Regions from separate parts of the Mus musculus genome. Here all the other regions are linked to region 1. The links are chromatin contacts, called in public promoter capture Hi-C maps. All regions are on one chromosome and are shown on one strand. The core of a region is the stretch at or near the end of the contact, and the rest is flanking DNA. Distances in the headings are between cores, read along the strand shown.

The links. Promoter capture Hi-C pulls out the DNA fragments that hold promoters and counts their contacts. Capture Hi-C pulls out chosen DNA fragments and counts their contacts.
Region 2: a contact with region 1 is called in a promoter capture Hi-C map of pre-B cells, with 2.5 times the contacts expected there. The contact joins the promoter of Mroh8 here to the promoter of Eif6 in region 1. A contact is called at or near these places in 2 of 39 promoter capture datasets (liver and pre-B cells).
Region 3: a promoter capture Hi-C map of adipose tissue shows a contact between it and region 1, with 4 times the contacts expected there. The contact joins the promoter of Soga1 here to the promoter of Eif6 in region 1. A contact is called at or near these places in 1 of 39 promoter capture datasets (pre-B cells) and 1 of 9 other capture datasets (adipose tissue).
Region 4: a promoter capture Hi-C map of liver shows a contact between it and region 1, with 2.6 times the contacts expected there. The contact joins the promoter of Blcap here to the promoter of Eif6 in region 1. A contact is called at or near these places in 1 of 39 promoter capture datasets (pre-B cells) and 1 of 9 other capture datasets (liver).
Region 5: a contact with region 1 is called in a promoter capture Hi-C map of pre-B cells, with 2.2 times the contacts expected there. The contact joins the promoter of Rbl1 here to the promoter of Eif6 in region 1. A contact is called at or near these places in 1 of 39 promoter capture datasets (pre-B cells) and 1 of 484 Hi-C or Micro-C datasets (CD4 T cells).
Region 6: a promoter capture Hi-C map of pre-B cells shows a contact between it and region 1, with 5 times the contacts expected there. The contact joins the promoter of Ndrg3 here to the promoter of Eif6 in region 1. A contact is called at or near these places in 3 of 39 promoter capture datasets (liver and pre-B cells), 1 of 115 datasets of contacts at active chromatin or transcription factors (pancreatic cancer cells) and 1 of 9 other capture datasets (liver).

Annotation. Positions count from the first base shown.
Region 1 is chr2:155,825,043-155,828,300 of GRCm38.p6, reverse strand. Eif6 (eukaryotic translation initiation factor 6) reads left to right here and starts at 1,376. Exons shown (of 6, transcript NM_010579.2): 1 at 1,376-1,974; 2 at 2,091-2,176. The coding sequence starts at 1,868.
Region 2 is chr2:157,277,593-157,280,957 of GRCm38.p6, reverse strand. Mroh8 (maestro heat-like repeat family member 8) reads left to right here and starts at 1,409. Exons shown (of 25, transcript NM_001039557.4): 1 at 1,409-1,766. The coding sequence starts at 1,483. Rpn2 (ribophorin II) reads right to left here and starts at 1,860. Exons shown (of 17, transcript NM_019642.4): 1 at 1,623-1,860. The coding sequence starts at 1,635.
Region 3 is chr2:157,077,868-157,080,922 of GRCm38.p6, reverse strand. Soga1 (suppressor of glucose, autophagy associated 1) reads left to right here and starts at 1,658. Exons shown (of 15, transcript NM_001164663.1): 1 at 1,658-2,694. The coding sequence starts at 2,014. It also overlaps a transcript of Tldc2 not described here.
Region 4 is chr2:157,564,423-157,567,769 of GRCm38.p6, reverse strand. Blcap (bladder cancer associated protein) reads left to right here and starts at 1,409. Exons shown (of 2, transcript NM_016916.3): 1 at 1,409-1,522.
Region 5 is chr2:157,202,528-157,205,824 of GRCm38.p6, reverse strand. Rbl1 (RB transcriptional corepressor like 1) reads left to right here and starts at 1,291. Exons shown (of 22, transcript NM_011249.2): 1 at 1,291-1,525. The coding sequence starts at 1,370.
Region 6 is chr2:156,990,572-156,993,904 of GRCm38.p6, reverse strand. Ndrg3 (N-myc downstream regulated gene 3) reads left to right here and starts at 1,794. Exons shown (of 16, transcript NM_013865.2): 1 at 1,794-1,906.

The DNA of each region.
Region 1 (3,258 bases), core at 127-2,626:
TACATAAAACATGGACACTACAAGGATGTTTCAGATGCCCGTACAGTACACAGAGAACAATGACTAGGTACACCCATAGATGCATAGAGCGAGTATACAGAGCTCTCTGATTAACTCAAAAATAAAACTTCTGTTGCAGGTACATAATCAATATGGTCTGCCTAAATGAATGGCCACAGAAAATTCAAGCTTCTAGTACACACTGCAGAGCCCCCCTGAGACTCAGAAACTATAAATACACATATGACTCTTCATCCTAACTCTGCACCAAGCTGTGCTCACAACCTCACCCTGAACATTCCCTAGAGCCGAAAGGCTACTTAGATGCAGATTCTGAGGGCTGAAGCTTAAAAGCACAAACCTCAGAGAACAAGACAGATGTATTAGATGAAAACTGTATTAGGGACAGAGGGTCATGGAGATAGTAGAGCGATCGACAAAGCTTATCAGAGAGAGGCTGACTTGGAGGCTGGTCTTGAAGGACAGGGGGAGAGCCAGGTGGAGGAGAGTTAAGAGTTCTTGGTAGAGTAAGCCAGAGAGTGGTGTGGGGCTCAATGAGCGGATCTGGGGTGAGCTGGGGGAGATAAGCAGAGCACGTAGTTGAACACTTAGACACAAACACACAGACCACCTTGCTGAATGTCTCTGGAAGCTCGGGCTGCAGCTGGTCATGGGTCTTTCTCCTGAACTTAGCACCTGCAGGAGACTGTGCATGGTACTAATCAATAAAGGCAATTGTGGCTAGACCCCGTAGCAATCTGATGTGTTCTCGGTTATGGGACTGTATGATGGGGCTGGGGAAAGGGCGCCGCGCCATTTATGCCCCTTTCAGATCAGATCTTCTTGGAGAAGAATGAATGGCATAAGACAGTCTGCGGTAAGTGATTCTCTGCTCCTTTTACCTTCCACTGTGGCATTCTGAGACACCCTGGGGACTTTTGTATATTCTACACTAGTTGAGACAAGTTTATTCTATGAAAATGGGCCATACCACTATCCCCAGGGCTGCTGATGGGGTGATAAACTGCGTGATAAACACATCAAGGAAGCAAGTCAGCTCTCAGATCTTTGCTTACCCTAGAACCCTTTCTCCTCCAATCTCTCCGTAACACATTTCCCCGTCTCCATTGTCTTCTTCAGCCTATGGTTCTTATGCCTCCTCCAACCACTTTATCCTGGTCTCTTGGTTGATCTCTATGCCAAATTTCAATCTTCAACCCTTGACCCTTGCCACTGGTCCAGATTCCCACTTCCGTCCGCGTGGCCGGGGTGTGATTATCCTCTTTCTCAAATCCGCCCTTTTCCCGTCCTTACTCGGTAAATAAAGCCCTCCAATCAATCCAGCTCCAACCAGACAACACCGGTTCCTCATTTCCTCATCTTTTCATTTGCCCAGCCTCAGGTTTGATTGATTATTCCTTCTAAAAAGACCCACTAGGAGGTGAAGCCAAAAACCTAAAGCAAGAAAACGTGCAGGAGGCGGGGTCGGGCGGAGTCACCTAGTAACCATCGAGTCCTCCCAAAGGGTGGGGCTAGAGTGACCAGCAGCTCCGCCCGGCTCCTGCGCGCTCCCGGAAGCGGGCCTGGGAGGAGGCGGAAACGGAAAGCTAGTTACGGGAGAAGTTGTTGCAGCGTGTAGACATTGGAGTCGCTTGGTGAGCTGTTGGGACTCTGGGCGGCAAAAGTCAGTTCCGGGTCGCAGGGCGAGAGGACTTGGGGCAGGAGAGCCAGGAGGGATCCGTCCGCACGCCCGGGCATCTGAGGGGCCCGAGAGGGCGGGGTTTGAGGAGGCGAGGCTGGTTGACCCGGCTCCGGAGTGGATCTGTCGGCCCAGAACCCGCAGTCGTGCTGCCCCCCAGCCTCTCTCATGGCGGTCAGAGCGTCGTTCGAGAACAACTGTGAGGTCGGTTGTTTTGCCAAACTCACAAACGCCTACTGCCTGGTGGCCATCGGAGGCTCAGAGAACTTCTATAGGTGAGGCGAGAGCTTCTGGTCCCGAGCCGCCGGGGCGGGAAGGGAAGGGAGGCGGAGAGCGAGAGGTCTGAAAAGAGCGACCCACCCCAGTAAGCAGCGAATCCGTGTTTCTACAGTGTGTTCGAGGGTGAGCTCTCCGATGCCATTCCCGTGGTGCACGCATCCATCGCCGGCTGCCGAATCATCGGGCGCATGTGTGTGGGTAAGGCGGGTGGAAGACGCCGAGGGACACAGCGAAGCACTCTGAGTCATTAGTTTCCTGGAGCTTACCCCCAGTGATCGGGGGATTCCCAGGCTTTCGGGCCCAGTGGACTTTGGAATCTGACGGGTGTGTGGGACTCGAACTGCAGATCAAGAACACTGTCTCTCAGACTTGAGAGTAGCCGGAGCGAAATACCATTAAGTGCTGGCTATCATTCTTGGTCTCGTTTTTCCTTCACAGGGATACTGGAAAGCATGGGTTGTCGCTCGGAACTATGTGACTTACAGAGTCCCACACCTAAGGGCGGAGGAGAGGATTTGCATCTCTCTCCTGCCTCTGAATATGAACAAGTTGCTTCTTGTTTTTGAGCATCAGTTTCTCCCTCAGGAAATAACTAAGGTCCCAGGTCACCCTGTTCAGCTGCATTTAATTCTTACAATTTCTTTTTTTGTTTGTTTTTTTTTTGTTTTTTTCGAGACAGGGTTTCTCTGTATGGCCCTGGCTGTCCTGGAACTCACTTTGTAGACCAGGCTGGCCTTGAACTCAGAAATCCGCCTGCGTCTGCCTCCTGAGTGCTGGGATTAAAGGCGTGCGCCATCACACCAGGCTAATTCTTACAATTTCTAACTACAACTCGAGTGTTGAGTGGCTCCCGACTTTTCCTTTTATCCCCCCACACTCTGGCCTTAGCTGCACTGTCCCTGTAGCTAAGAATGACCTAGAATTCTTGATACACCTTCATCTACCTCCCAGGTTTGGGGATTAGTAGGTGTGTGCCATTATGCCTTTGCAGTCCTTTCACCTGGCACTGTGCCCCATTGCTACACTCTTAGTTTCTTGGTTCAGGCTTTTATGTATTTACCTAAAAACATTTTTTTTTTAATCGTTAAGCATGGGTGGTGACTCTACATGGTTTCTCATTTACATTAATCTCTGATAATAAAACATCCTGGTCTTTTAACTGTGTCCTTATGAAATGAATTCTGACACGACATGAGAGATTTTAGTCTGGTCTTTGTTCTGTTTTAAGGAACGTAACGTGAGGTTCAGAAATTGAGAACTGTGGCTCAGGCTAGGCAGAC
Region 2 (3,365 bases), core at 160-2,659, 1.5 Mb before region 1:
GAGAGCCAATAAGGGAACAGAGGTGGAGGTGCTAAGGAAATAGTCAGTCTTGCCACAATTTGAAGTTAAAACCTATCAGAATTGCCAATGGCTAAGAAGATGTAGAGAAAGAGACATCGAGGCATTTGGCAAAATTCCCAATGACCAATGGGCAATCAGGGATTTGATGTAGTGAAGGACTATGATCACCGCTCCTCCAGCTAAACTGTGAATCCCCTTATAGCCTCTGTGCCAGAAGCTGAATCTTTCTACACTTAAGCACAGTAGCAACTTTTCTGGCTCGTACTTGAACACTCAATTGAATGGGTAGGCCCAAATTATACTGAGTTCTTTGTATGCACTGCACCAGTCTTTAAGCCTTCTAATATCCAAGTGAGGTGGGTATTTTCTGCATTTTACAAACCAAGAAATGGTTTGTAAACTATTTCATACCTGTCACTCCAGGACTAGGGAAACAGAGGCAAGATGGTGAGTCTGAGCTGGAGCCCCAGCTTCATAGTAAGACCCTACCTATTCTGTGTGTATTGTGGTACATGCACATAAGTGTATGCCAGTGCACAGGCATGCAGAGGCCAGAGTAAACACAGGATGACTTCCTCTGATGTTCTATGCCTTCTTGCCTTGAGGCAGGGCCTTTTCACTGATCTAGAACCATTTTTGCTAGACTAGATGGTTACCTCTTGGGATCTGCTGGTCTCTGCCCTCCAATGCTGGGGTTACGTGCACAATGCAGCCAGCCATACCCAGTGCTAAGATTTGAACTCAGATCCACAAGTTGCACTGAACCAACTCCCAGCTCCCTAGACCCTATCTAAGTAAAGAAAAGAAAAAAGGTTCTTAAGTAGGTGCCCACTCCCTTGCCCTGAGACAAATAACTGAAACTCAAACTTAAGTTTCAATGCAAGTTCTGACTTTAGCCACTTTACCAACAAATAAAATAGTGACTTGAATACACTAAGATTCCCACCTATCCACTCAGAATCTACCAAGCATTGAGTTTTGCCCGGCACTGTTAAAAGCAAGCACAGAAATATCATTTAACACAACTCTTGCGAAGCAGATACCAGATGAGAAACTAAGCTGTTGAGTCCCTGGCTTCTGTTCTCACAATCAATACGTGGCCGGTTACAAGTCTGCACCCGTAATATCACTTCATACCCTAGGCTTTCAGCTCCCAGACAGACCTGTGAGTCTCCTGTCCCTGTCAGGGAAAAGGAACCTAGAAGTCGAAGAAAGTCTAGTGACATGCTCAAAAGCTTTCATGATGCCAGGGGTGGCTCTCTGTGACAGGCGTAGGCCGCTGGTACTACTCGAATGAATGGAGGAGGCCAGGCTCGGGCTCCGCGCTGCCCGGGCTCGCGCTCGGCCTTGCGGGGACCCGTAGTCCCACGTCGCACGCCCCGCCACCAACCCTTCGGGTCCCCAGCACTTCACCAGCTCGCAGCCTCCGCCACACGCTCGACCCCGAAAGCGCCCGTGCCCATGCCCCTGCCCCGTAGGGGAGGGGAACCGCGCCTAGCCGGCGCCCGTGTGGTCCGCACTAGCCTCCCGCGGGCGACGCCCCGCTCCCCAAAGCGTGTCGGCCGCGGGGCCCCACTATTGAGCCATGCGCAACGCCTCACCCGGCGGCGCCATTCCTCCGAGCAGGTCCCACCGGAGCCCGAGCAGGCAGACTTCCGCTCCGGGAAGTGGCTCCAAGAGCGCGCCGGAGGGGACGCCAGGGACCCGCGGCACACGCCACTTGCCAGAATGGGCTCCCGGCAAAGGTCAGTCGCGGCGGTCCCGCTTGGCAGGGCCGTGCCCGGCAGCCGCAGTGTGGGGCAGTTGAGTCGCGGCGTGCGAACCTCACTCACGGGTCCTGCTTGCCAAGCCGTCCTCTCCCCCGCGCCGGGACCCACTTGGAACCGACCGCCTCTCAACCGCCCTGCTCACGCCGCCACCGGGACCCGATTGGGCCGGGCCTTGGGGCGGGCCTAAGACGGGGCCACCTCTGATTGGCCAGTGACAGTGACTGGCCGGACGCGCTGTCACTCACGGTTCTCTCCCGCAGCCCGGCCAATTTTAAAAGGGTCCGGTTGGGAGGGGAGCGTTATCGTAACATTTGATTTTATCCACTTTGGGAAATTATGGTTAATGCATTACTTAGATTATTAATAATTGGCTGGTGAGTGAGGGTTTATCCAGTTTTCAAACCTGTGAGCTATACAGGTAACGGAGAGGAGCGTTTTAAAATGTTTGATTTTTTTTTTTTGAAAATTTCATACAATATATTTTGATCATATTCATTTCCTTCCCCCAACACCTTCCATATCCTCCCCCAACTCCCTACACACCCAACTCATGCTCTATTTTTCCTCTTTCTAAAGTAAAAAACAAACTAAGCATGGAGTCCTGCCCTGGAGAGTGGTTGATATACCCAGTCACTCCACTGAAGAAAACTGATTTTCCCTCTCCCAGCAGCTATCAGTTATGAATAGTTTTGGCTACAGTTGGGTCTTTTGTGCCCACTCCCCCTTCTCTGTGTTTTGTATGGCTTGAGCTTTTGTGGGTCTTGTGCATACTGACACAATCCCTGAAAAACTGCTTATTGGAAGCCGTTTATCACCCCTGGCTCTTAAACAATCCTTCTCCTCTTCCACATAGACCCACGCCCATGAGCCCTGAGGTAAAGGGGATGCTGTAGACATCCCATTTAGGGCTGAGTGTCCCAAGATCTCTTATTCTCTGTGTGTTGACCAGTTTTGGGTCTCCGTGTTAATTGCTGTCTACTCCAGGAAGGGTTGAGGGATGCGCTGGTCTGCAAATTTAACAGACTCAAAAATGGAAGCCAGAACTAATGTGTAGCTCTGATTACCGAGCTCACAATATAGGCAGAAAGAGTACTGAGCACCCTACATATGTTATCTTATTTACTCTTTATTATTATTCTGTGAAATGTTACTTTTAATACTTTAAAAGGAAGGAAATATTTCAGCCCTTGCGTTCTGATGACAGCCTAGATGTGTGCTAATTAACTATTGTGAACATGTAGAATTTTGCAATACAGCAATGCTGCTTCTCTTCAGTATCACTCCAGATATGTAGCGGGGAGTCGGACCACTCCTCCATACAGCAGTCACTAGCTCTCTGCAGTAATTTCTCTTTGAACTTAGTCCAATTAAGTAAAATTTAAGCTTCAGCTCCTCAGCTATACTATGCTTCTGATCAGCCAATGCTGTGCTCAGGGTAGCTGGTGGATCTTGCACTGAGTAATTTGAAATTACAGGACAGATATTTTCATTATCCCAGAAAGTTATATTGGGTAGTGCTGAACTAGGATATATTTAAAGAACTCTACCAGTTCAGTAATAAGACAAGCCAGTGGT
Region 3 (3,055 bases), core at 409-2,908, 1.3 Mb before region 1:
CAGCTGTTTGGAAAGCTTAAGCCCATGAATTCAAGGCCAGCCTGGCAATAAAATGAGACACCATCTTGAGAGAGAGGTGTGGGGGGAGAATTCTAAGATTCTTTGTTGAAATATGGAGCATGGTCTGCATTAGTGCCTACCCAGCTGAGGATGGTCTCATGCATATGCCCTCACACTGCAAAAACCCATGTTCTATAGGAAGCAACAAGTTTCAAGAACTGCACATTCTCTCTGTATCACTTCAATGAGCCCCTTAAGAGCAGGGACAATCACGATAATGAACTTGTAATGGACCCATTAGAGCAGGCTAGGACTGGACTCCGCGGCTTGGGTGTAGGAGGACTCCCCAGGGTCCTCAGGGTTCCCAGGTGCTAGGCAGACCTGCTTGTACTTCGAGGTGGATGGTGGGTCAATAAAAGAAAAAGGAGTAGACCTTGAACTAGTTGGCCATGATGTAGGTCAGGTTAGGAGAAAGGGGAGGAGCCAAAGTAAAGATGAGGGAAGAAGAGGAGGACGAGGAACCCATGGAAAAGAAGGGGGAAAAGAGAAGGGGAGAGAAAGACCGAGAAGGGTCTAAAGGAAGAAAAAGAGGCTGCATAGTGTGTGTGTGTGTGTGTGTGTGTGTGTGTGTGTGTACGAGCTACCTTCTGGGTGGCAAGAGACTGGGCAGCTACCATGCTGATGAGTGCCTTCCCAGGGCCAAAGAACTTACTATGGTTTAGGCACAGTGTGGAGAGGGCAGAGGTGAGGAAGGTGTAAGGGATTCTGAGAAATTAACTCTGATAGCCTGAATAGCTCAAGAGGAAAGAAACCATGCCCACCAATACTGGGGCCTTGGAGTCTGTGGTGGAGTCAATCTGACCCTGTTGGTATTCAGGGTCACAGTCCCATGCCAGCCCCTAACCGGCCTAGAACCTGCCCCCTAAGCACCTAACGGTCTGGCATCCTCAAGGCACAGCCTGAAGTTAATCGCAAAGACCATGAAATTGGGGTCGGGGAGACAAGACTATGCCCGGGTTCATAGGCAACTAGGGTGTGCAAGATCCAAGATGCACGCGGAACGCCACGGTTCCAATGGCAGCGGACAGATAGACGAGGCAAAAGGAGTCCAGCATACTCTGTAGGATCCATCCTGCTTCCTTCTCAGACCAAGAACCGACCGCGTGCCAGGTCGTGTTCAGTTTAAGGTTCTATAGGATGGGGTCGTTTGTCATGCCCAGTTAAAGGGGGCGGAGTTCGCGCAGGCTCAGCACCCACAAGGGGCGCGCGGCGCGGTGCTGGGTGTGCATGGATGCTGGCTCCGGCCCTTTGAGGTCCGCGGGGCCTCTGCCAGGGAATAGTCTCTCCTGTCGTCCACGAGGCCCCTACGGCGACGCCGGGCTTCCAGGCTCCTCGGCCGGGTGTGATCCCCCAGCCCGCAGAGGAGCGGCCGGCGGCCCGGAGCGGCGGGAGCGAGCCGAGGCCGCGGCTGCCCGGGCCCGCCTGACCCTCGAGGGGGTCGCTGTTGCCTCGCGGATCCCTCCCTCGCTCCCCGCTCGCGTCCCTCCCCGCTGCTCCCGCCGCGTCCGCCTTTTGTTCGCCGAGCCGCGCGCCCCCGAGCCGAGGCGGCGGGGCGGGGAGCTGGCGGGGCTGCGTGGGGGGCGGGCCGCGCCGGGCGGAGCCGGGGCCCTGGCCTCAGCCGGACTGGGAGTCCGAGGCGGCGATCGCCGAGCAGGCTGCAGTCGGGGTCCGGGCGCACTCCGGGGGCGCGGCGAGGCGGAGGGGGCGGGCACCGGGCGGAGCCGGAGTCGGAGTCGCGGCGCCTGGAGGAGATCGGGCCGCGCGCTGAGAGCACCGAGTGGCGGAGAGGCCGCGCGGCGCGGGGCAGGGCCCGAGCGCAGCCCCCGGACGCAGGAGACCGGAGCGCAGTCGCGGCCTGAGCGGCGGGAGCGCATCCGAGACCCGCCGCAGGGACACCCAAGCCGGCCACTCCCGGGCCATGCGCGCCGCTCGCTGAGACCCGGGGAGGCCGCGATGGAGACGCCAGCGGGAGAGTCATCGGCGCGGGGCTACGGCCCCCCGCCTGCGCCCGCGCCCGCCGCGGAGAGGAAGAAAAGCCACCGCGCGCCATCACCAGCCCGGCCCAAGGACGTGGCCGGCTGGTCTCTGGCCAAAGGCCGCCGCGGCACAGGCCCGGGCTCCGCTACAGCCTGTGGCACCGCGTCCTCGGCGAGGCCCGACAAGAAGGGGCGCGCGGTGGCTCCTGGTACCCGAGGCACGGGGCCTCGGGTGGCCGGGGTGCGCACGGGGGTCCGCGCCAAGGGTCGCCCTCGTCCCGGTACCGGGCCCCGCCCGCCGCCGCCGCCGCCCAGCCTCACGGACAGTAGCTCCGAGGTGTCGGACTGCGCGTCGGAGGAGGCGCGCCAGTTGGGCCTGGAGCTGGCGCTGAGCAGCGACGCCGAGTCTGCGGCGGGCGGCCCGGCGGGGACCCGCACCGGGCAGCCGCCCCAGCCAGCGCAGTCGGGGCAGCAGCCTCCGCGGCCTCCCGCCTCCCCGGATGAGCCGTCGGTGGCCGCATCGTCGGTGGGCAGCAGCCGCTTGCCACTCAGCGCCTCGCTAGCCTTCTCCGACCTCACCGAGGAGATGCTGGACTGTGGGCCCGGAGGCTTGGTGCGGGAGCTGGAAGAGCTGCGTTCCGAGAACGACTATCTCAAGGTGGGGACCTGGGGGGGATGGGGGAGGCGCAGGGGCGGGAGAGGACTGGTCATCCGGGCTCAAGAGTCCAGGGCGCTGACCAAGCAGGGAGAGTGCCCCACCTTCTCTTCCCACTTTTCCGGTGAGGAGGATTATGGATAAGACACCGAGTAAAGGACCCCAATGTGCACTTTCCCACCCGCGGTAAAACTGTTTTAGAGGACACGTTCTGATGGGTGAGTGGGGATAGTCAGCCAAGGCTGACCTTCCCCCCCTCTAACCTGCCCAGGACCCCGGTCCCAGATCAGCAGGCTTTCTCGGCTCTCTGTTCTGGAACCAATGTCCGTGTGTTAGGCTGCCAGGGAAACCGTGCTATCCCCTG
Region 4 (3,347 bases), core at 160-2,659, 1.7 Mb before region 1:
CAGTTCCTTTCCCAGCTCCTCCCTAGATCACCATTGGCCTCCTTCCTTCCTGCCTTGGATCCCCTTGGCTTCTAGACACTACCAAGACCCGTGTGCTGAGGGAGGCCCACCAGCCCTTATACAGGTCCACTCTCTCCATCCACGGTGTGCCCAGGCATTTCCGCTACTGAGTTCTCTGTCCCACTTCTGATTGTCCCCTAGCAGCCTGTCTTCGGGCCTTTCCACCCTGGCCAAGGGCTCTTCACCTCTTCTTCATCCCTACAGCCACAGCTTAGGAGTCAATGCCTGTGCCTCAGTATGTGCTTCCCGCACCCAGTTTGATATGATCTCTTCTAGCTCCCTTAGTCACTACCTGTCTGAGTCACCATGACTTTGTGTCTGGAAAGATGTTCTGGTTGCTTAACTGGCTTCCTGTCCCAAACCTCACTTTCATGTTTTCTAACCCTGAAAGTCAATGGCCTCGGAGAGACCCAGATTTCTTTTCATTGCCTCGAAGAACATAGCTTCCCATGTCTCTCAAGACAAAAATTCAAATTCATGACCAAGGTACCTGTCATATTCCTTGTTCACCTTCCACCCTTAGGGTTGTCACCTCCATGTCTGGAACAAGACCCCTCACTCACACAATGCACAAACTCAATATGCCTAAGACGGCCCCAACCCTCGCCCACTCCAGACACCAGGATTCCACTCATTTCTCCTCTCTTTACTTTGCCTCCTAGTGCCTTCCACGATGCCTAATTACAAATCATGTACTGGTGCGACTACAAGTGGTTACTGGGTGGTAGTCTCTCCACTATCCCCCGACACTCACTCTCACCCTGGTGACTGAGAAAATTGGGGTCAGGAGTAGAATTGTACCTCCTTAGCCTCTAGCACTGCGCTTGCGCACAGTATGAGGTCAGGAACGTGGCTAATAAGCTAGTAAGTGACCACACTGACTCATCTAGACATTAACAAGCCTGGGGCAAGCCATTTCCTCACCAAGGAGGAAGCACGTCCTCAGCCCGTGGTTGAAGGGCCAGATCTGAGCCACGAGAAGTTTTCCCAAAGTACACAAATCACAAGGTGCTAAGGATTCTGCGGAGTTACGCTCATCAGCGTAACTACACCTCGCTCGCCCGCGGAGCTCTCAAAGAGTAAGAATCACAATCTGCTGCATATGCATGAAGGGGACCATGGGCCGGAGGTTCGGGGCTGCCTAAGATACGCCTGACCAAATATTCCACGGGTTTGAAGACCTTAGCGCCCCATAATTTTATTCAAGTCTACTAAAAACTCAGAAAGGACATTTCGTGGCGGATACTGAGGGGAGAGTGTCTGAGAGTAGCCTCGCTTTGAGCCAGTTTGTCAGGCGTTCTCAGAAGACAGCTCGGTTCTGGACCGGGGGTCCTTGGACCGCTCCACTAGAAGACGAAGGGGGCGTCTCCCCAGCTCCTGCGGCGTTGGTGGCGAGCTAAGGTGGAGGCAAGCAGCGGCGGCGACGGCGACAGTGGCGGCAGTGCCATGGTGGGGCTCGCAGGTATCGTGGCGTCGCCCGCCTGGGCAGGGTGAGAGCGCTCGGTGCGGCCGCGCCGCCATGTTAGCCCTCCGGGGTCACCTTAGGCGTCGCTTGGCCTCTCGCCGGGGCTTTCCGCGCGGCCGGGGTCGGGCGCACCCTTGTCTGGCGTCAGATGACCTCCCCTTTTCGTCCCAACCTGGGCCTTGGGGGTGGTCCCTTCCCGTCCCTTGGGTGGGTTCCGGGGTTCCTTAGCTGTCACTCTGGCCTCCAAGGTCAGCGCGCTCCCGGGACGGGGCTGGGAGGGGCGGGCGCGACCACCACCTCCTCTGTTCCGGACCTTGGCGAGGGGCTCAGCTTCTGGGAGGCTGGACACTCTTTCCTCGCCACTTCAGTTTCTCTCCCCCCCCCCTTTTTTTTTCTTTTTCTTCCCCCACCCTTATCCGAAGGAGTGTGGGGAGAAAGTAGAAGTGGGCCCCGAACGCTCTCTTTTGTGTCCGGAGTGATAGGGTGACCATCTGCTACGGGTCCCGTGTGCTTCTCACTTCCACCAACTTTTCGTCGAGTCTGGACACCGGTTCCCTCTCCAGTTTGTGGGGAGTGGCACTCAAGGGCAGCAGAAGGAACGGAGTGCCTGGCTGGAAAGGAAGAATGGGGGATGGGGACAGTCGATTTTTTTTTTTTTTTCCTTTCTCTGCCAAACCACCTTTAGGTTTCTTCTAAGTCTCTTGTCTCTTTTTACTTGGGAAACTGGGGCCCGTTCTAGTTTATAGGTTATTTCTGTTTATAGGTTCGGATCTTCTTTGTCCCTTTCAGGGAACTGATATATTGGGGACAGCTCTGCCCTGTCTGACATGGTCCAGCCATCCTGTCAGCCATCTGAACTGCAACACCAAAGCCAGGACCCAAAAAAAGTTCCATTTTATGTGCCCCTGGCAAGCATTAGATTGAGCTGGCTTGTTTCTTTTAAGTCAAGATTCATTAATGGCCAGAGTTCCTGTTTAAAGATTGGATTTCTGGAACCTTGGTCAGTTTCCAGGAACCAGATCAATTCTCGATCTGAAAATGGTCATCTTAAAGTTGTTGACAGAACACTTTAACTTCTTACCTGTTATTTCTAGGGGGATGAGAGTTAGGCTGCCCTTTTTACTTGTTCTCTTTGAAATACACGCATTCCATTCAAGCTTGTGACTGTGTGATTTACCAAGAGCCCTGTATTGCCTTCCTCTCTGTCTTCTGGCTCTGCCCTGGGAATGTTCAGGAATCTGTATCCTGGTGTGGTATGAGCCCTGTGGAGGGAGGGGGACAGGATTATTTCCAGAGAAGATTGTGGCAAACATTGTCTCTCAGGCATATGGAAGAAGTCAGTGGTCACCTGAAAAAAGAGACTTTGGTAAATTAGTCTTATGTTTGTGTATACACATTTAAATCTCCTGGGGAAGATTAGCTGCCAGCTCAGAGGCTCGCCCTTTGGGATGTTGGCTCCTGAAGCGATCCAAGTTTGAAAGTAGATATCTAGTAAGGAGTCAGCAGCGAGCCTGCTTCCTTCAAAACCTCTGTGTAATTAAGCTGTCTTTGGCCAGCCCCAGAGTCAAAGCCAAAAATCTTAATTCCTGTCCTGTCCCTCAGATACATTTCAGTCACAATTCAGTTACTTTACAGATAGACTTAAAAGTCTCCTAGAACCCACATCTCTAAAAGTTTTGGTACTTAGTAACCTCCACCCTACTGAGCTTGAGCTGGTCAGGCCTTCTCTGGCATTAGTGCCTGGAATCTCGTGTGTTGCTAGATTCCCATAAAGCTGTTCCACTTCACCTTCTCCACCTTTGCTCCTCTTTGGAGGTAGCAA
Region 5 (3,297 bases), core at 42-2,541, 1.4 Mb before region 1:
ACTCTACTACCTCCAAACTTGGTAGTCTCCACGAGGCCATACCCGCAGCAGTGGATTTTGTCCAAAACAAATTAATCATCATTAACATGTTAAAATCTCTGCTTTGAGTATACCATGAGGCTTTAGTGGGGCATAGGAACTCCTTCATAACTTGCCTTGACGTCCCTGTTTTCTTCTCTAGTGACTCCTTCATCCAAACAAGGACTACTCTGTAATTTTCAAACACACTGCCCCAAGTCCTTAGTGTAGAAGAGAAATAATCCAAATCAGGGAATACAGTGAAGGCAAACGATTCTATCCTACCATCCAACTCTCTTGGAAGAGCTGATCAATAAGTATGACAATTTCAGATAAGGTACAATGGAGACGATGAAATAGAAGTTAGGTGTCAGCTTATAGATGTACTGCTCAGTAATGGCCTGAGAAGGTTAAAATTAGACTTAAATGATGAAGAGCAAGGTATGCAAAGATATGCACAATAGCATTTTCACACACGGAGAAAAGCCTCCTGCGACTGAGAACTAGCTTGATATTCCCAAGGTTACGAGTTACCTGGTGCATCTGAATGCTATTATTTTTCTGTATTTTAAAGACAAAAAATGATCTCGTGCAGGATTCTGAGTGAAAACGATCAGGTTCTAGTTTAGGTTTTAAAAACACCTTTCAGGTAAGCGCGAGGACCATCTCTATTCCTGAAACGACTATTTACTGGGACAGTTTCCAGAATCCTGGGAGTGAGGCTGAGACCCGTCACCCCAAACCCTTGTCCCTGCATCCCTTTCTGGCGAGATTTGGGAGTCTCTGACGTGGCGCTTCTACGTGAAGAAGCCACTTTCGGCAGCTCCCGCCTCCACCTCCATCGAGGGTCAAAGCTCAGTGAGAGCGGGCTGGAGGCGCGCCGGGGAGCTGACAAACCTAGGGTCCACAGGACAGTGTCATGGAGAAGGCTTCCCACTAGCGTGAACGGACTCGCAGTCCCAAGTCACCCACACCAGGGAACCCGCGGTGGAGAGCGCGGGGCGCGAGCTACAGTCCCGGCAGCCTCAGCACCGGCTCGGATCCTTCCGCCCCGCTCTCTCACGTCCGTCCCCGCGGCCCGGAGCCCCGCAGCTGCCCACCCAGGGCCCGAGCTAGATCTCCGTTAGAGTCCGAGGTCCATCTTCTTATCCCATTCCGGGAGACGGGCTGCTGCGGGCTCCAGAGGAGAAAGGGACTTTTTGAGAAGAAAAGCGGAGGCAGACGATGAAGGGAAGGCGAGCTCAAGAAGGCGATTTTCGCGCGCTTTGTCGCGGGGGGTTGTGGGTAGCTCGCCGGGAGGGAAAAGAAAACCCCGAAGCCGGTCGCGCCGCCCGTCGGGCCGGAGGGGGATATGTTCGAGGACGAGCCCCACGCCGAGGGGGCGGCGGCGGTCGCCGCGGCCAGGGAGGCGCTGCAGGCCCTGTGCCAGGAACTGAACCTGGACGAGGGAAGCGCGGCCGAAGCCCTGGATGACTTCACGGCCATCCGCGGCAACTACAGCCTAGAGGTGAGCGGCGGCAGGTGGGCGGCGGCCCCGACCCTCGCCAGGCCCCACCCCCGGCCCGCCCCCGCCCCAAGCCTATCGGGCGGTGGGAGTTCCCCACCTACGAGGGTCTCCGAGGAGTGCGGGGAGGGAAGGGTGGGTGTAGCTCGGCCAACCCACCCATTTGGATTGAGGCGGGAAACCGAAGATCGGAAAGTGAGCCGCCGGTTCTGCGGGGGTTCCCTAGGCTCCCAACTTTCAAACTTGATTTCTGCGCGCCGCCCAGTGCCCCAAACGGCGCGGTGCTGCCGTTAAATCGATCAGACCTGATCCCGCGGTAAAATGAATTACTCATCGCTGCTCAGCCCTTTGATTATGTCTTCCCCAACTCGTTTGAAACACCACTGGATCCCCATTCCACAGAGGGAGAAAGTGGGGTCGGTAAGAAGTTAATTTAGCGCCCAAGGTGACGCAGTTTGCCATGCAACCTGGTACAGCAGTTTGAGCCCTTTAACTCCTCCATTCTTCCACCTAATCGAGTGTAGCAGTTAGTTCGTTTATACCATGCACTGTAGTTAGATAGATCAAAGTCAGCACACACAAAGCTCTTCTCAGCCCCACGTTCCTCTCTGCCAGGCCGTTGCTCTAACGATTGATGTGGTATCTGGCTCTGAATAAAATAAATGGTGCTTGTTATCATTATTAGGTATTCCCAGTAACACACACACATATGTTAATGATATATATGTGTGTGTGTGTGTGTGTATACATATATATATATATACCCAGGGGGTATCGAGACAGACTATTTCAGCATCTAACTGAGATGTACAAAAGCTTTCATTATACACATGGGCAGGATTCACATATAGGATTCCTCTGACTCAGACTGCCAGCGAAATAATTGCTGGTCAGGGAGTAGGAAATAGGGAGCAACTGTTGTACACATGTCTATACTCCTATGAGAGAAAAGTACCTGAGACTACACACACACACACACACACACACACACACACACATATATAAAATTTGTCTTTACAGCAGGACAGTGACTACTATACCTGTTTTCTTGGTGGTGTTACAGCTCAACATCCTTTTTTTTTTTTTTAGAGAATTAGAGTCACTCTAATATAGAAACCCAGATTGGTCATAAGCTTAGTGTAGAAGTAGACTTGTATTGGCATGTGTGTGGAATTCATGTCCATGCATTCAGCAGATCAAGAGTCTTTGGGGAAAATTACATTTGTCCTGAGCATGAACAGACTTGTCATTCCACAAACAATGTAATGTTATTTATATAGCATTTACATCAAGTAATCTAGAGATGATCATAGGTTATGTGCAAATGCATTGCCATTTTAAATCAGGGACTTAAACATCCTTGGATTTTGCTATCTTCTGGAGTACAGGAGCCATCCCCCAGGGGGTATGGAGACAGACTATTTCAGCATCTAACTGAGATGTACAAAAGCTTTCATTATACACATGGGCAGGATTCACATATAGGATTCCTCTGACTCAGACTGCCAGCGAAATAATTGCTGGTCAGGGAGTAGGAAATAGGGAGCAACTGTTGTACACGTGTCTATACTCCTATGAGAGAAAAGTACCTGAGACTAACTCACATGTTTTCAGCAAAAGGCAGAATAGACTTAATGAAAGATAGTGATCTACAAAAGAAGGTTCATAACCGGAAAACGGGGAGAATCTGAAAGTATGAGAGAGCTGGAGAGCTGGCCTGGCAGAGAACGTGCTTGCCGAGCCCCTGGATCCCCAGCAGCCACATACAAGGCAGG
Region 6 (3,333 bases), core at 545-3,044, 1.2 Mb before region 1:
TTGCTCAGTCATCCTCAAAGGTGACTGTGCCTTCCTCCATTTTCTTACATCCGATCACATTTGTTTATAAGTGTTCAAACTTGAAGATGGAAAATGTGTTTGATGTCTTCAACTTAAAAATGACTAGAACGTTTAAAAAACAAAGCATGAAAACTTGGACCTCAGCACTAAAGAAGTAGAAGCTAGAGTCAGGAGTTGCAGGCTCTGGGCTACACAGCAGCTGCTAGGCCAGTGGTTTGTGTTGGCCTGTCTCAGTGGTACTGAGCTCCAAGCATGGTTTATGCTTATTCACAGCTTTATGAGAGAGGCTTTGTTTTTTGTGTCATTTATAGAACATTGGCAATGTTTCCTAATTTAGCCAGTAATATGTACTGAGGGTAAACTTGCAGTTCAGTGCTTTGTTAACAGTTAAATATAAATCATGTGGGGGCTGGTGAGATGGCTCAGTGGGTAAGAGCACCCGACTGCTCTTCCGAAGGTCCAGAGTTCAAATCCCAGCAACCACATGGTGGCTCACAACCATCTGTAACGAGATCTGACGCCCTCTTCTGGTGTGTCTGAAGACAGCTACAGTGTACTTACATGTAATAAATAAATCTTAAAAAAAAAAAAATATAAATCATGTAATAAAATGCCTTCAATACTAGTTTTGCCTTCATTCAGATTGGCTTGGGCCTGGCCTGGGTTTGTTTAATTTTACCCTTCTAGGTAGACAGTTCACTGAAGGAAGATGGCAGAAACTGATAATAGGCCAACCTACCTAATGCTACAACCCTTTAATAACATAAGTTGCTCATGTTGAGGTGAGCCCCAGACACACAATTATCTGTTGTTCCTTTATAACTAATTTGCTAGTGTTATGAATCAAATATAAATATCTGATATGTAAGCCCTGTGAAAGAGTCAGCTCCCAAAGGTATGGTGACCCTTGTGCCATAGAGGAGTGCTGTTTCCCAGCTTCTCTCATGGCTTGTTCAGCTTGCTTTGTTATCCCCTCCAGGGCCACCTACCCATAGTAGGCTGGGTGCTCCCATTATCAGTCATTACTAAGAAAATACACTACACAGTCCAATTTACTAGGGGCCTTTTCTCAACTGAGATTCTCTTCCCAAATTACTTTATTTCAAATTGACATAAAAGTTGCCAGCACATGCAGGCAACGTTTTGATTCTAGTCTGGAGAGATGACTTAGTGTTTAGATGTGCACTGTTCGTAGAGAGGACTGGAATTCATGTCTGTAATCTCCCATTTCAACATTCTGCAGCTGTCTTTAGTAGGAATCTGCTACATTTATATGAACATCACTGCCCTGCACAGATGCTCGTATATGCACAATTAACAATGAAAATCTTTAATTGTTGAGTCAATAATATGTTCAGTCGTTTTTTGTTTGTTTTGTGTGAAGTAACCAACTCTCTTGTTCTACTCAAGAAGGAAATAATATGGCTGCCATTTGTAAAAGATGGAAGAGGACTAGGAATTTGATTCCTGGAAATCGAATCCCTGAGGCTCAGGAGTGCCAGATGATCTTGAGTGTAGCTTTAAACCTTGTTAAAACAAGTATGTCATGGCCCATAAGAGCTTACTAATAATTCAACCATGAGGGAGAGGTAGGTGTGCAGAGAAAACATTTCACATCCCCTCCTGGCAGTTCTGAGCAACAGCCTCCGGGACACCGCAAGAAGAAAAACTACAGCCAAGATGGCGCTGCTAGAGACTCTGTAGGCCTGACCACCATTTTGTCTGTAGTTCCTAGCGTAAGCAGGCGCGTTGCGCATGCGTAAACCCCCGGCATCCTCAGCGCGCCTGCGCTGCGCAGCGCCCCCCCTCCTTGCTGCTGCTGCTGCTGCTGCTGCTGCTGCTGCCGCTGCTGCTGTAGATTGACGGCCCCGCGCTAGCGCTTCAGGTGAGTGAGCGCCTCTACCACAGCGGGCGGAGGGCGCGCCGCGCGGTACGCCCGCCCGGGTGTCGCTCCTCTGTGCGCTGCGGACCGATGGCCACGCGACCAGCCCCGGGTCCTCGCGGTCGGCCTTCTCTGAGCCCCCCGAGCCTATCGCGTTCAGCCCGGCCTCCCGCGCCCCTGCCGGTACCTAGTCGGCGGAGGGCAGCGTGTGACCTGTTGGGGTCCGGCGTCGCTACAGAGGTCTGCACCCTCCGTCGCTGGAACCCCCTGAGGCTGTCACCCGTTCTCCGCCTCTCACGGCGGAGCACGGAGCTCCTAGAGCTGAGCATCCACCTACCCCGTTGCCCCTCACAGCCCAGAGAGTTTTGACAGGGGCCTGGACTCGCCTTCTGTGGGTTTCTTCCCAAAGCCACAGAGGCACTCTTCTCTCCTGGGACCACAGGACCACGGTTTGTCTAAAGCCCACTTTGTAGCCAAAGAAACTGAGGCACGGAGAGGTGAAATGTCGCGTCCAAGGTCATGCAACTGACAAGTGACACGGCCAGCTCTCTTAACTCAGAGGCGGTGGGGCTTTCACAGCCAGAGCTGGTGGGGTTTGACCTTGTATCTTTAAATTTGGGGCGGTGGGGAATACACTTGTCATTTATCTAGAGTTGCTTTTAAAGGTCGTAAAAGTGGGCTACGAATAGAATTATCTTCTGGTCAGTACGGTGGAAATGCTGTTGTGATAACAATCGCGATGTTAACGTGAACTGGCTCCCTCCCAAATACTCGCTTTGTGCCAGGGATCTTGCTAAAGGTTTTATTAAGATCGGTTCACCTTTGTACCTCGCTGCTTCCCTATCCAGTGCTTTCTCCCTTCTTTTTCTCGAAGCCGTTTTTTCCCCCTGCAGAGCTCTCCTGCATGTCACAGGTAGACTTGGAGCCTCATGGCTTAAGCTGAGAGGCTCTCCCCTGTGGCTCCCTGGTAGAACACAGTAAGCCTCTCCTGCGTCAACCCCACTCCCCTCCCCCAGGGTGTCCCCCCCCCAGCCCCCCAAGGTATAATTAGCATTTCTTTTCTAGCTGTCAGGACTAGGCTGGCTGGGCTGGCTGGACTTGTGGAGGTGACAGAGCAGATTTAGCCAGTATCACCTCTTTTTGGGACTTTCTGGCTCTGCTCCAAAGCTGGTCTTGAGCATTTTCAGGCTTTAAGATAAAACGAGAAAGCGTTGACACGGTGGTGAAGAATCTAAGACACCTCCTTTGATTTGAGTTCCAAATGAACAGCTATAAAAATGTGTTGATTTTTTTTTTTTTTTTGCCCCCAAAATAACTAGCACAAACTGCCTTTTCCTCCCTTAGCAAATCCTCCTCCACACTTCAAAGGCTCCACAAAATTTTCATCTTCCCTGCTTAATTTTCCTAACTAGAATTAAATAATACATAGC